2 separate regions of the Mus musculus genome follow, and region 2 is linked to region 1. A link is a contact called in public promoter capture Hi-C data. All regions are on one chromosome and are shown on one strand. Each heading gives the region's core, a stretch centred on a gene start, on an enhancer-like site or on the middle of the called end of the contact. The rest is flanking DNA. Distances are from core to core; before and after follow the strand shown.

Region 1 (6,984 bases), core at 3,314-5,813:
AGTCTGGTCACAACTGGCTACAGTGAACGAGCCAGGTACCCCAAGGACAACTCACCAGTTCCAGCCAGAGATCTGATCTACGTACACCTGCGTCATGCTGAGACCCGCAAGCCTCACTAAAAGGGTCCCTGCCTAGTTCTGTTTACTAATCTGCCTTATTCTGTTTCTGTTCCCATGTTAAAGATAGAGTAAATGCAGTATTCTCCACATAGAGATATAGACTTCTGAAATTCTAAGATTAGAATTACTTACAAGAAGAAGTGGGGAATGAAGAATAGAAAATTACTGGCCTCTTGTGAAAACATGAATTTTTTACCTCGGAGCCCACCCCCTCCCATCTAGAGATTGTTCCCAGAACACTCCTAAACTTTTCACCCCAAAACTCCTCACCCTAAAGTTCAAACCCTCCCAACTAAAAACTGTTCCAAGAACATTTTTGAGATAAAGGCCTCCTGGAACAACCTCAAAATGAACCAGGTACTCCTTAGTTACGTAGGTTCCTTGATAGGACATGACTCCTTAGTTACGTAGAATCCTTTGGCAGAACCCCTTGTCCCTTGGCAGAACTCCCTAGTGATGTAAACTTGTACTTTCCCTGCCCAGTTCTCCCCCTTTGAGTTTTACTATATAAGCCTGTGAAAAATTTTGGCTGGTCGTCGATTCTCCTCTACACCACTAGGTGCCGCTAGGTGTATGAGTTTCGACCCCAGAGCTCTGTGCTTTCATGTTGCTGCTTTATTTCGACCCCAGAGCTCTGGTCTGTGTGCTTTCATGTCGCTGCTTTATTAAATCTTGCCTTCTACATTTTATGTATGGTCTCAGTGTCTTCTTGGGTACGCGGCTGTCCCGGGATTTGAGTGTCTGAGTGAGGGTCTCACCTCGAGGCTCTTTCATGGGCAGCACCATTCCATGGACCGGGAGTCCCAGATGAAGAGAAAGCAGACAGCGGCCAGACAGCAAGCTGAACCCAGCTTCCGTCGCTGCTCTCTGACTGTGGATGGAACGTGACAACTGCCTCACTTTCTTGCAGACATGCCTTCTCTGAAGTTAGGCCACGGATCTCAGAGGCTGAGTCAAGCCCAACTTCCCTGCATCTCTCTCTCTCTCTCTCTCTCTCTCTCTGTCTCTGTCTCTGGAACAGAGGTGAGAGGCAGGCTGTGCTCTGAAGAGATGGCTCTCAATTTATGATACCTGGCTCCTCCCCACTCTCATTCACCCACAGTATGTTGACCTAAATTACTTCCTGTCACCCCTAAACAGTTATAGGTAAAGACCTTTCCCGTGTCTAGGGAATTAGTCCAAAGAGACTCCCACAGTGGGTTGCTGGGAAATCGCTCCGAAGGCTACTACTCTCTGAGAGACTCCTCTGGCCTCTCCCCTCCAATCCAACCTTCATGCTTTCTCCTTTCCTCATGCCCCACCCTCTGTATCTATCTGTCTCTTTTTGTATGTATATCTCTGTCTCTCTCTCTTTCTCTTTCTCTCTCCTAGTGAAGCTATTCTCTCCCTCTAAGGCTCCCCCTCCCACCTCTAAGACTCAATCACCCCTCTGCATCCTTCTCATGCTAATTGCCCCTATTGAAAGGAATTGTGTCTGTGTCCCTTCCACAGCTTTTCTTCAATTCCACTTCACCCCTTCCCTGTGGGCTATGACCTCACTCCGTGAGAGGAAACAAACCCCTTCCTTCCTTCCTTCCTTCCTTCCTTCCTTCCTTCCTTCCTTCCTCCCTCCCTCCCTTCCTTCCTTCCTTAAGGTGTTACTGTCATAGCATCAAGAAAAGTAAGGAACAGCCTGGTGGTGGTGGTGGTGGTGGCACACACCTTTAATCCCAGCACTCGGAAGGCAGAAGCAGGCAGATCTCTGTAAGTTTGAGACCAGCCTAGTCTAGATAATTCCAGGACGGCAAAGTCTGTAAAGAGAAACCCTGTTTGGAAGAACCAAACAAATAGACGGAATAAAATGAAAGTAAGGAATATAGCTCCCACAAGCTTTGCAGTAGGTGACACCTGCCTTGTGGGGGTCCTTAGATTAGGGACCAGAAGGCCTGGGGTCAGCAGATGTCTCATTGAAGCCAAATAGAGTGAGATAGCTGGCCTATCTCTCTTCACACTGCCTCTGCCTCTTTTACTGTCTCAACCTTAGCATGGGGTTCTACTGGCCTCTGTGTGGAAGCAAGCTGTTTTGTTGAATAATGCAAGGATAACATGAATAGACTTCCCTTCAAGGCTTTCTTCCTGGCACCGTGACTGTAAATAGCAGACCGTGAACATGCATCAGAAGAGTAAGCAGAGAACACAGGATTAACACTGGGGGGGGGGGGGGGGGCTCCTCCAGGGTATAAAGGCGCTTGCTGCCAAGCTTGCTGATCTAAGTTTGATCCCGAAGACCTACAAGGGATGAAACGTGATGAAACCATTTCTAGATTTAGCTCAAGAATAAACTCTTAGAAACAAGAGCTGTGGTTTGTGCTGAGAGATATTTCTATCCAGACCTCCTCTTTTAGGATATTCTGTCATGTGTGTCTTTGTATCTATGTGGGCACTTTCCTGGAGGTCAGAGGACAGATTACAGAAGTCGGCTCTCTAGCTCTCTCCATCCATCACGTGGATCCATGGGGTCAAACTCAGGTCCCAAGCTGTGTATCTCCCTGTATTCCTCCCCACTGTTTAAAATTCTCTCATTATTTCTATCAGGTGTCTATAACCCCTGCTGCCCCCTAGTGGTAGGTGTTATGCAAGCAAAGCTATTAGTTTTTTTCTTGGGATGGTGGATTCAATGGGCTTATCAAATGGATGGTTTCTTGATTACATCTGATTATTTTTCAAAAGTATATGTATATACCGTATATATGTATATAATGCATACATAAATATTGGGGAGGAGGAATGGGGCTGTAGTTCAGTGATAGACCTCTTAACCTTTCATGCACTAGGCTGTAGGCTGCCCAGTACTGCCAAAACTGAACATATTGAAAAAGGAATATCTTGATGTCGCCCCCTGGGACCCAGCAAACTGGGATTCAATTTCCTGACTCTTCTCACCCGCGACTTGGTCGGGAAGCTACCTCACCTGCTAAAGCACTTGTAGCTCACAAAGGATACTCTAGCTGTTCACCAGAAATAGCTTTGCTCTGCAGGAAGCGCTTTTCAAACTGCAAAAGGCTAAAGCAAAGTTTAGCAAAAGCGTCATGGCGTACGCTCATAGCGCATGTATAGTAGCTCTAGTGTCCCTTCAATTGTCTCCTTCCCCGCCTCCTCTTACTTTATCTCCAGTCCAGCTCCAGAAAGTGCTGGCTCTGTCTTCTTGGCCAATTCAGGCAGGAAGAACCAAGTTTTAATTCTTTCTTTGCTATTGAACTGTATCCCTCAGGGATCCCCATAGACTCAGTTTCCTCTTTGGCAGGACAGAGACAAACACAAGTCTGTGGGAGAATAGGGCTCCGTGGTCCTCACGACGTCATACCATTACAGTGAGAAGGACCCGGCTGAAAGCATAGTTCAGTTGGTAGCATGCTGGAGTCCCTGGGTTCGAGCCTCATTACTGCATAAACTGAGGGAGGTGGTGCACATCTAAAATCCCTGCTTTCTGGAGATGGAGACCCAGAGTTCAGAGTCAAATTTGTGTAAAAGCCAAAAGCAAGAGGAAGAAATGTTTTTCAAGACCCCTCTCCCTCAATGAGGATCTACTAGTAGTTAATGGCTGTTGGGAGGAGAGACATTTGCTCCTGAAAGCGACTTTAATGAAACTCACTGGGTCGCAAAAATTTAAAAAGAAAGAAAGAAAGAAAGAAAGAAAGAAAGAAAGAAAGAAAGAAAGAAAGGAAGGAAGAAAGAAGGAAAGAAGAGAAAAGAAAAGAAACATGGAAGCAAAAGAGAAACTAAGATGGGAAGGCAAGAGGGGGTAATGGAGCCCCGATAAAATATGATCAAAGTACATTATACACATGTAAGAAAATGCCATAATGAAACCATTACTTGGTATAATAAATATAGGTTGATTAAAATTTTTAAAGGGAGCCTTTGAGATGGCTGAGAGTAAAGGTGTTTGTGTGTGCACCTCCACACCTTCTCTCACTGAGCCAAACGCAAATAAAATCTAAAAAAAAAAAGAAAAGAAAAAAAGAAAAATAAAAAGGGCTAAAGAGATGACTCAGTGGGTAAAGGCACTGCTGCCAAGCCTGATTACCCAAGTTCTATTCCCAGGACCCAGAGGTGGAAGGAGATGATAAACTCAACCTTAAGTTTTCATCTACCCTCCACGCGCGTTGCACGCACATGCCCCTCTCTCACACTCAAACAGATGTAATCAAATGTTTTTTTGGTTTTGCTTGTTTGTTTGTTTGTTTGTTTGTTTGTTTTTAATTAAAAATCAAGAAGAAGGAAGCTGAGGTCTAGGCAAGAATACTCCTGAGGCGGCAGCCCGCACAACACCCGTAGGTAAGCTGGAACTACAACTCCCGGCCTCCTTTGGGCGGGTAAGAGCGGAGGACTCCACGGGATTGGGCCTTCCCCCACCCCCACCCCCCCATGGGGCGGTGCTTGAGGAGAGGCCAGTCTTCCGCTGTTGCCAGGGGAGACCGCCGCAAGGAGGCGGAAATTGAGGAGGGAGGCGGGGAGTACCGAGGCCGCACGCTGGAAGGGCTCGCGGCCATGGCGGCCCCGGGCCCCGCGAGTCGCTTCTGGTGCTCGTGTCCCGAGGTGCCCTCCGCCACATTCTTCACCGCCCTGCTCTCGCTGCTGGTGTCGGGCCCCCGCCTGTTCCTGCTGCAGCCGCCTCTGGCGCCCTCGGGGCTGTCTCTGCGCTCCGAGGCCCTGCGCAACTGGCAAGGTGAGAAGAGGCGGGGCGGGGATGGCGCGCTTCCTCAGCCCGCAGACTCCCCGGTCCCTGATCTCCAGCCTCACTGCCAGCCAACCCCAGACCTCCGTGCCCACCACCATTCTCCCCACTTGGAGCTCCAGCATGTCTTGTCCAAAGCCGGATCATTTCCGCCAACTCCTTCTCTACCCACAATCGCCCCCTTCCATGTTACCCCAGATCCATTCATTCTTTGATCTCGAGGGTGAACACACTTCCTAAGCCATTCACGTTTTATAAACACAAACCCCATCTGCTGACGGCCCGAGCCCCACAGGAACAAACCAAACGTTTCTCACCTTTATCGTGACAATTGTCTACTGTCAACCCAATGGATGGCTTTTCCTCTTGACTCTAGAATTTTCTGCTGCGTCTTTACCTTAATCCTGACTCCTAATCCCAGCTCACAGAAGGAGCTGGTAAAGTGTTTGTTTTCTCAGAGGAGAGAAATTTCTCAAACTAATTAAGTCTGGTAATCATCCCTTTGTAAAAGACAGGATTCTTAGTCTTTGTTTCTTCCTCATTCTTTCCTGGGAAATCCCTGTTGCTTCTAACGTTAACAGAGGCCTGCGCGTTCATTTCATGTAATCCTCGCTGTGATTTCATGACAGGCCATATTAAATTGCCTGTTTACCAGAAATTGAGGTTGAATACAGAGATTCGCAGAGCTAACACATCATAATATTGAGATAGGAGCCCCGCACTTTGTTTTTAGTATGGTGATTTAAAACTAGGGCTTTGGGTATATAATCTCCACATCTTTAGATAGAGGTATACATATGTGACACATTATTTATATGCTTGTGTGCACTCTTGTGAAAGTCAGAGGACAACCTGACCGGAGTCTTTCTCTTCTTCCCCCATGTGGGTCCTGGGAATCAAACTCGGGTCTTTGGGATTGGCAGGACCTACCTCAGCCTGTTGAGCCATCTCGTCAGCTACCTAAATCTTAGAGAGTTGTATGTAGAATTTTTTCATATTTACCAGTAAAATTTCAATTTGGGACATATCCAGCAAATAACCAAACTTCTGGAGATATTCTGATAGGATGTAATGGTTTCCTGCTTAAAGCTGAAATTTTCTTTTCCCCCTTTTTTGGATACATGTAGCACTTACAGTCAGCTAAATGCCAGTGTAGACAGGCACGCACTCTTTTTCTTTCTGGGTTTTTGTTTTTTGTTTTTGTTGTTTTGTTTGTTTTTGTTGGTTTTGTTTTTTTGTTTTCGTTTTGTTTACTTTGAAACAAAGGGGCTTGCTATTTATTTACACCAGTATGGCCAGGCTTCATTATGTAGTCCAGGGTAGCCTCAGAGCCATGATCCTCCTGCCTCACCCTTCTGAGTACTAGAACACAGACATACATCACCCATCACCATGCTCACTTAACCATATTTGTCTGAGCATGGGCTCCATGAACAGGCAGAGAAACAGTACCTTTAATGCCAGCACTAGGCAGGCGGAGGCAGGCGGGTCTCTGAGAGTGAGCCCAGCTTGGTCTCCATAGGGAGTTCCAGGACAACCAGGGCTATATAATAAGACTCTGTCTCAAAAAAAAAAAAAAAAGAAAGAAAGAAAGAAAGAAAAGAAATTAGAGCCCTGTAAGTACCTTGCTACCAATCGTGAGAACTGGGGACCTACGTGGTAGAACTTCTGAAGGTTTTTCTCTGATCATGTACTCCCATATACCCACAAATAAAGACATATAAAAATGTAAAGTATGTATGTTAGCCATTACTTGTATTGGGGGGAAGAGTATAAACCAAATATGGCAGACACTTGTAGTCCCAGCACTCAAAAGGCTGAGGCAGGAAGATTGTGAGTTCGCAGCTGGTCTGGGCTACATATCAAAACCTTGTATCCCCAAAAGAGGCTCGATGTGGTGTCTTACACCTATAATCCCAGCCCCCAGGAACCAGCCTAGTCTACACAGCAATGTATACACCAGATAGGGCTGCATAGGGAGACCTTGTCTCACTGCAGAGAGAGAGAGAAAAGGACTTTCCTTGCTATTTTATGGTATATAAATCTTGGCTGCCCCTGTAAAACTCCGAAAGCACTCTTTAAGAAGACCCTTACTTAATCTATGTAATTATTAGTGACAATTTTATAATTTTATGGTCGTTATAATT
Region 2 (6,939 bases), core at 1,723-4,222, 1.4 Mb after region 1:
CCCAGGGGCTTACCTTTGGTATGCCTTTCCACCCAGTCATTGATGATAAATCTGGCTCTTTCCACTTCTGAGAAGTCCACCTGTTTCACCATAGTCTGGAAGAGCTTGAAGAAGTGGGGCATGAAGCCCTGGACCAGCTCTAGGTCCCGCTGGACAAAGATGGCATCCGCAGTACTGATCTCATTCTTGTTCCACGGCCCCATGAGCTCCTTGGAGAGCTGGCGGAGGGCATGAGCTGTGCCCTTCTCTGCAGAGGTACCAGGACAGGATCCATTAGGCTCATGTTGAGCCAAGGGCTTTCAGCTGGGCCAGGTTTCCCAAGGATGGCCCTACCCCTGTCCAGGCAGATGAGGCTCTTCCAATCCTTCAGGAGTCAGTGGAGGGAGGTCTTTTTCCAAACTAACCTCTCTCTCTCCCTCCCCTTCTCCCTCTCTTTCTCCCTTTCCCTCTTCCTTCCCCTTCTCTCCATCTCTTCCTCTTCCCTTACCTCCATGCTCTCCCCCCATCCCCATTTTTTGAAACTGGGTCTCACCATGCACCTCTGGGTGGCCTGACACTATGTAGCCCAGGCTGGCCTTGAACTCACAGAGATCTGCCTGCGTCTGCCTCCTGGGTGCTGGGACTAAAGGTGTGCACTACCGTGCCCAACTGTCTCCCTCTCCCATTCTTTCCTCTCCTCTTCCCTACCTTCTTCTCCTCTCCCCACCCCTCCCTGAGGAGGGTCTCACATGACTTGGAAGCTCACGGACATTCTCCTGCCTATAGCATCTCCAGTGCTGGGATTAGGGGCATGGATTACTACAGTCAGCCCTCAAATCATAACATTTTTGTGCTTCCTTTCCCAAAGTCTCAGTTCCCAATCTTTTCTTTTCTTTGTGTAAGAATATTCTGTTCTTAAATTATACACCTTCCTCCCTGCACCCCCCTTTACCCTTGCAACAACTCCTCTAACAGCCTTGGAAATGCTGGGAATCCCGGCACAAGCCACCCTGCCTGGCTTCCTCTTCTGTTCGGTTTTGTGACAGGGTCTTGCTCTATATCCCAGCCTGGAATGGAGTTTACTGTGTAGCATAGGTTGTCCTCGAATTCACAATTGTCCTTCTCCCTCAGCCTCCCAAGTGCTGTAATTACAGACACCATGCCTAGCTAGGTTGTTCTTATATTAATGGCATTATTGAAGAATTCATGTTCGTAATCCTATTACATATTTACTCAACTCTGTGTGGGAGACATTCTTTAGTTGTTCCCTATTTCATAGATAATAAAACCAAGGTTTACAAGAGTTAAGGTCCCATGTTTTGTTTTGCTCTTGTGTTTAAAGGTCTCATGTAATCCAGGCTGTTGCTGAACTCGATACTTAGCCAGCTATGAGTTTGAACTCCTGATCCTTCTGCCTCCACTTCCCAAGTAACATGGCCACAGTTCTACACCATCATCTTCAGTTTCCTTAGATTTGGGGATGGAGCCCAGGGCTTTGTGTATGCTGGGGAAGCTATATCGCAGCACCAGAGTCACACAGTTCCTGTGTGCTGATTCCACTGGCTAGTATAAGACAAGGTCAACTGACCCAATAGTGGGAGAGAAAACGGGTGGTCTCTGGGCTGCGGCTGGACGTGACTAGACTCAGTGATGCTGCAGTCAGCCTTCCCTGCCTTCTCCGTTTGTTCTGGACCTGGTCTGTGAGCTCCTCCCGACCTTTTCCTCCAGCTCCCACTCCGCCCCAAGACTCTCACCATTGACTTTGAATCCCATAGCATCTTGGATCTGCCGCCGGGTTTTCCCCGCTGTGGTCATCTGCAGCATAGCCAGCACCGAGGACACGCCATAGGGAGAGAAGACCACATTCCGGTCTTTGGAGGCCTGGACCACCTGCTGAAACACTTTTACTCCGAAGTCGGTGGCCTGATGGGCTGTGTGGGATTCTCGGAGGGGTAAAGTGAACCCTTTCCCAGAGACCAGAACCAGGCCCAGGATGAGGCAAGCAAGGGCTGAAGACATCTGCATCCTAGGAAGAATAGAAGGGAATCTGATAAAGACATGTGCCGGGAAGACTGCCCGGGGGGGGGGGGTGTTGCCTCCTCAGAGTGCTCGCCTCTAGCCTGTAAGCCATCAGTGCGGTAAGTTCCATTCATTAAGACCCCACAATGCAATTGGATGATGAGATCCCACAATGCAATTGGATAACCAGCTCATCCCCTGCTGCCTCCAATTCTTTTCATCCCCCCCCCCCCCCAGAATCTTGCTTGCTATGTAACCTAGGCTGGACTTGAACTCAGGACACTCCTGCTTCACTTCTCCCAAGTGCTGTGATTACAGGCACGAATAGATGCTACTTGATGTTTTAACATAGGCTGTCCTCACTTTTTTTTTTAACCTAGGTGAATCTTAGAAAAACAGCCCCTGTGCATCTCTGATCCCTTCTGTGGGGCTAAGAGACCTTTAGACGATGATAGCTTTTGGCTTAAAGTGAGAGCTGATTCCTGAAAGTTGATCCCTGATTTCCACTCTTGAACACATGAGTACGCACACATGCATACAGATATAAATGCATCTTTCCTTTTAAAAGTAAAGTCCCTTTGCTAAACTGAGAAAGGAGAGGTTTGCTGGGGAAGGACCCAAAGACTATGTGCTGGCTTCTGGGATACAGGGTTGGAAGTGCGGTTTGACCATCTTTCCTGACCACCTGTGGTCCTGGCTGGGCTAGGGTGGACTAAAGGCTGCAGAGTTCCAGAAAAGAGTGGAAGGGAAAGGAGGGAAAACGGAGGGTGAGAGATGGAGACGGGACGTTTTTCTTCCTTAGGTGAGAGTGTAAGCTTGCCTTTCTCCTACCTGAGTATTCAAAGGTGCCTTGTGATTGGCTCTTGTTGGCTGTCGCTCAGCTGTGGTTGGCTGTGTGCTGCCGGAGGCGGGTGTGCGGCGGTCCTCCTTCACAAAGCTCTCGGGGCTCTGCTGCAGCCTGATCCAGCTGTGCTCCGTTCCCTGGCTGCTGCCTCCCTTTATACCAGATGTGAGCCGGAAATAGATGAACTCATGTTCCAGCCCCACCCACTTTCTAACTCTGGAAATGTCTGGGCTGCCCGCCGGCCCTGCCCCCTCTCCCCCTCCCTCCCTCCCTCCCAGTGACTTGCTGGGACACGTGTGTGTACGTGTGAAAGGGCATGGGGGATAATTGAGCAAACTCTGGTTCCCTTGACTGGAACATCCCTGTGCCTTTGGCTGGTCGGTCGTCTAGACCCTTGGAAGTACCACAAGAGCCTACAAAGCCTGGTGTTTGGAATTCCCTTCCTCGAGCCTTGGTCTGCTGCAACACGACCCCCTTTTTTTGGAGACAGCCATCACAGAGAAGCTATGGACCCTGACAGTGCTGTCTGCCCCTTGTGCACCCTGGGCCTACATCCAGGAAAAGTTGGCCTGGCTTTCTCTTGGGTTACTGCCCAGTGACCAGAGGGCATGAAATGTGCCCTGTGATTGTCTGGGTTCTCGTTCCTCTTGGACTTAAGCCCAATAGAGAACTTCAAGTCCTTTCCTCCTCCCTCCGTGTGCCCGCCAGGCCTGCTGTGAAGCATGTCTGACTCCCCACATGGGGCCAGACTCTCCTGGTGCCCTGAGGGCTCGCTCTTTGTGTCAATAGCCTTGTGCGGCTGGGTTTTGAGGTGTACTGGGTGGGGTGCTGATGGCTGGATTGGACCAGCCTCTTCCACTAATGAGAACAGAGGTTACCACAGAAAGCTCTGTCAAGGAGCAAGAACCAGTACAGCAGCCTGAGATGACTGAGAGAGAGAAAGAGGTGTTTTCTTAAGATTTTGTTTTTATCATTCATTCTCGGTTGTTTGTTTGCTTGTTTGTTTAGGCAGAGTATCATTTTATGTTGTCCTGGCTAGCCTGGAACTCAATCTGCAGCTTTGGCTGGCTTCTACCTCACAGAGCTCTGCCTGCTTCTGCCTCCTGAGTGCTCCGATTAGAGGCGTGTGCCGCCACGCCCAGCTTTTCTCTTCCGTTTTAATTATGTGTGTGGTGTGTGTGTGTGTCCGTTTGTGTGCGCATGTGAAAGCTGGGAAGTGTCAGATTCCCTGGAGCTGGAGTTACAGGGACTTGTATGTCATTTGTCGTGGGTGTTGGGAATGGAAGTTAGGTCCTCTACTAGGACAGTGTGTGCTTTTAAGGGCTGAGCCATCTCTCTAGGCCCCAGAGGGTGTTTTGAAGCTTTCTTTCTCTCTGGATATAGACACTGGTGGGCTGGAGCCACAGGGCCAAGGATAGAATGATAGTGAATATATATATGTATGTATGTATGTATATATGTATATGTATATGTATATGTATATGTATATGTATATGTATATGTATATGTATATGTATATGTATATGATGATGGGATTCTGTCCTTAGACCTGTGGAGGAAGAATGACTAAAGAGTCTTTTGTGGTTTTTGGACAATCTCATGGGTAGGCAGCCCAGGCTAGCCTCAAACTCATTATATAGCTGAGGATAGCCTGGGGATTCTGACCCACCTCCCTCCGCCTCCCAGTTATTGAGATTTTAGGTACACAGCACCACACCCGGTTTATGCAAGTACAGGTGCTCGAACCCAGGACTTCCAACATGCTAGGCAAACTACCCACCGAACTGCATCCGAATCTCGATGGTTTCTTTAGAGAATAAACATTTGCACAGCACTTAAGAGGGCCAGGCTGGTGCCTTTGAAGGTTGGACAGACTCAAAAGCCCTTTGTAACCCTAGGTTTTGTGACTAGAGAGAGGGACGACTGGAAAAGGCCAAGGTGGTCCGGTGGTGGGGGCTGAGGAGAGGGTACTCTTGATCTTGGGGTTCACATATTGTCATCTTTTGTATAGGTGATGGGGGTTCGCTTGGTGGTATCCATGGAGACAGCTGCCAGGCGAGTCATGGGAAGTTTAGGTGGGCGGTACAGCAGCCCTGTTTGTTTTCCATTTCCAGTAAACAGATACCAAGGCAACCAGCCCTGCGGAGTTTTCTCACAGAGACCCTGCCTCCCTCCCGAGTCAGGTGGGGGTGGGGAGGTTGAGGAAAGAGGAAAGAGGAAAGAGGGAAACCTCAGTTGGAAACTTAGGCTCACAGGTCCCGGGGAGCCCCACAGGCCCAGCCGCTGTTTGTTTGTGTTTCCCTCTGTTCTCCTCTGTGGCTTGGAAGCCCAGAGGGAGGCTGTGGGGCTGGGAGGGAGAGGCAGATGTTCTTGGCTTTTTTGGCTGTCTTTGAGGAAGAAGACACAGCTCAGCTCTTACCCTGCCAGGCATGTCTCCAGATGACTTGCCCTCTATGCTAGCAGCCAGAGGGACTTAGGATCTCAGTGTCCCAAGCATTCAGAAGAGGGGTGGCTGGAGATTAGCTGGAGGTGGGGCTCCTGGGTGTTCCAGCATGGAAGCTAAGTTCTCTTCTTTTTCTCTGACTGCCATTCCCACAGTTTCTAGATCTCCATCAAGACCATGGTTTTCTGGGGCGGGGCTGGGCTTCGCCAGGGTGCAAGCAGCCTCATCCTGACCTGGGTCTGATGTTCTGTTCTGGGCCTCAGGAGAGTTGGCTAGTGGCTCTGTAGGGTGGGGGACATGCTTTTCTTTCAAAATGGAAAACTTTGTGTCTCCCTCATTTGTCTTCCCCTCTTTGATGGGGAAGACACTACAAATAGAGTCACACTACATAAGTCTAACAACTCTGGAACTTGTTATATGTCCCAGGCTGGCCTCAAACTCACAGCAGTCCTCTTGCCTCTGCCTCCCTAGCACTGAAATAATAGGCATATCCAGTTTGGTTTGGTTTGATTTTGAGACAGTTCTTACAGGGGGATTGCCCAGGGAAATCGCAATCCCCCTGCCTTAGTGTCCCAAGTGCTGGGACGACAGGTGTGCCACCATGGCCAGAGTCCTAAAGGAACCTCCAAACTGGAGGGACATATAGGCATCTGGTGAGTGGGGTTTTGAAACCAGGCAATGGGCCTACATTATGGCTCATGAGGTGAAAGTGTTTGTGGCCACGTCTGATGACATGACTTCAATCCTTGGGACCCACATGATGGACAGGTCAAGCTGACTCCCACAAGTTGTCTTCCAGCTTCCATACATACTCTGTATCACACGTGTATACCTGAATACACATATATACAAACAAATAAATAAAATGTATATAAACTGGGCACAGCCTAGCCGAACGAGGCCTCTGTTTCTTTATGAATCAGGGCTGCCTAGATGATCTGAAATCCAGACTTAACTTGGTCCCTGCATCTCCTCCCCACCCCCATGACCTTGTCTTTCGTTGGACATGGGGGACAGCTAGTCTTGCATACACAGGATGCAGCTTCCCGAAGGCTTCCTGGAGGAGGTGGAGAGTGTCTTACTCCCCAAGTCTTCTTCAGGACACCCTTCTCAGAATCTAACCTGAGTCACAGGCTTGTGTCACTTTCTCTTTTTCTTCCCCTGTAGAACCCCCAAAACCACTTTGACCTCATCCTCTTCGTTGTTAACTTCTGACCCTTTGGTAGGTGGGGGGAGGGGCGGGGATCAAATGGCCAGAATGAGAAAAGTCCTTGCTGTTGAAATAACCCTTGATTTCCCCAGGATCAGAGATAAGAGCGTGAGGTACGTGGGGCCGGGAATTTCTGGGAAAGTTCCAGGATTGGCTGCCCAGGAAGATGGCTCCATCTGGTCCCTCTGCAGGTGTAATTGGAGCAAGCTCATATTTTCCATGACTGTCCCCTGCCCCCAACTCCCACCCTTGCCCTCTTCCATAGAGCCCTGGCTCCACTGGGGCCTACCTAAGCCCCAACACCCCCTTTAGTGTGTGTGTGCATGCGTGCGTGTGCAGGTCAGACGACAATGTTTAGTAGTCAGCTCTTGTCTTCCACAGTGTGGGTCCAGGAACTGAACCCATAGTATCAGCCTTGGTGGCAGGCTCTTTTACCCGCTGAGC

What was found. Promoter capture Hi-C pulls out the DNA fragments that hold promoters and counts their contacts.
Region 2: a contact with region 1 is called in a promoter capture Hi-C map of liver, with 3 times the contacts expected there. The contact joins the promoter of Serpine1 here to the promoter of Rhbdd2 in region 1. A contact is called at or near these places in 1 of 39 promoter capture datasets (liver) and 1 of 115 datasets of contacts at active chromatin or transcription factors (microglia).

The regions. Positions count from the first base shown.
Region 1 is chr5:135,628,091-135,635,074 of GRCm38.p6, forward strand. Rhbdd2 (rhomboid domain containing 2) reads left to right here and starts at 4,564. Exons shown (of 4, transcript NM_146002.2): 1 at 4,564-4,828. The coding sequence starts at 4,651.
Region 2 is chr5:137,069,300-137,076,238 of GRCm38.p6, forward strand. It overlaps Serpine1 (serine (or cysteine) peptidase inhibitor, clade E, member 1), which reads right to left and starts at 2,973. Exons shown (of 9, transcript NM_008871.2): 1 at 2,830-2,973; 2 at 1,734-2,005; 3 at 14-247. The coding sequence starts at 2,004.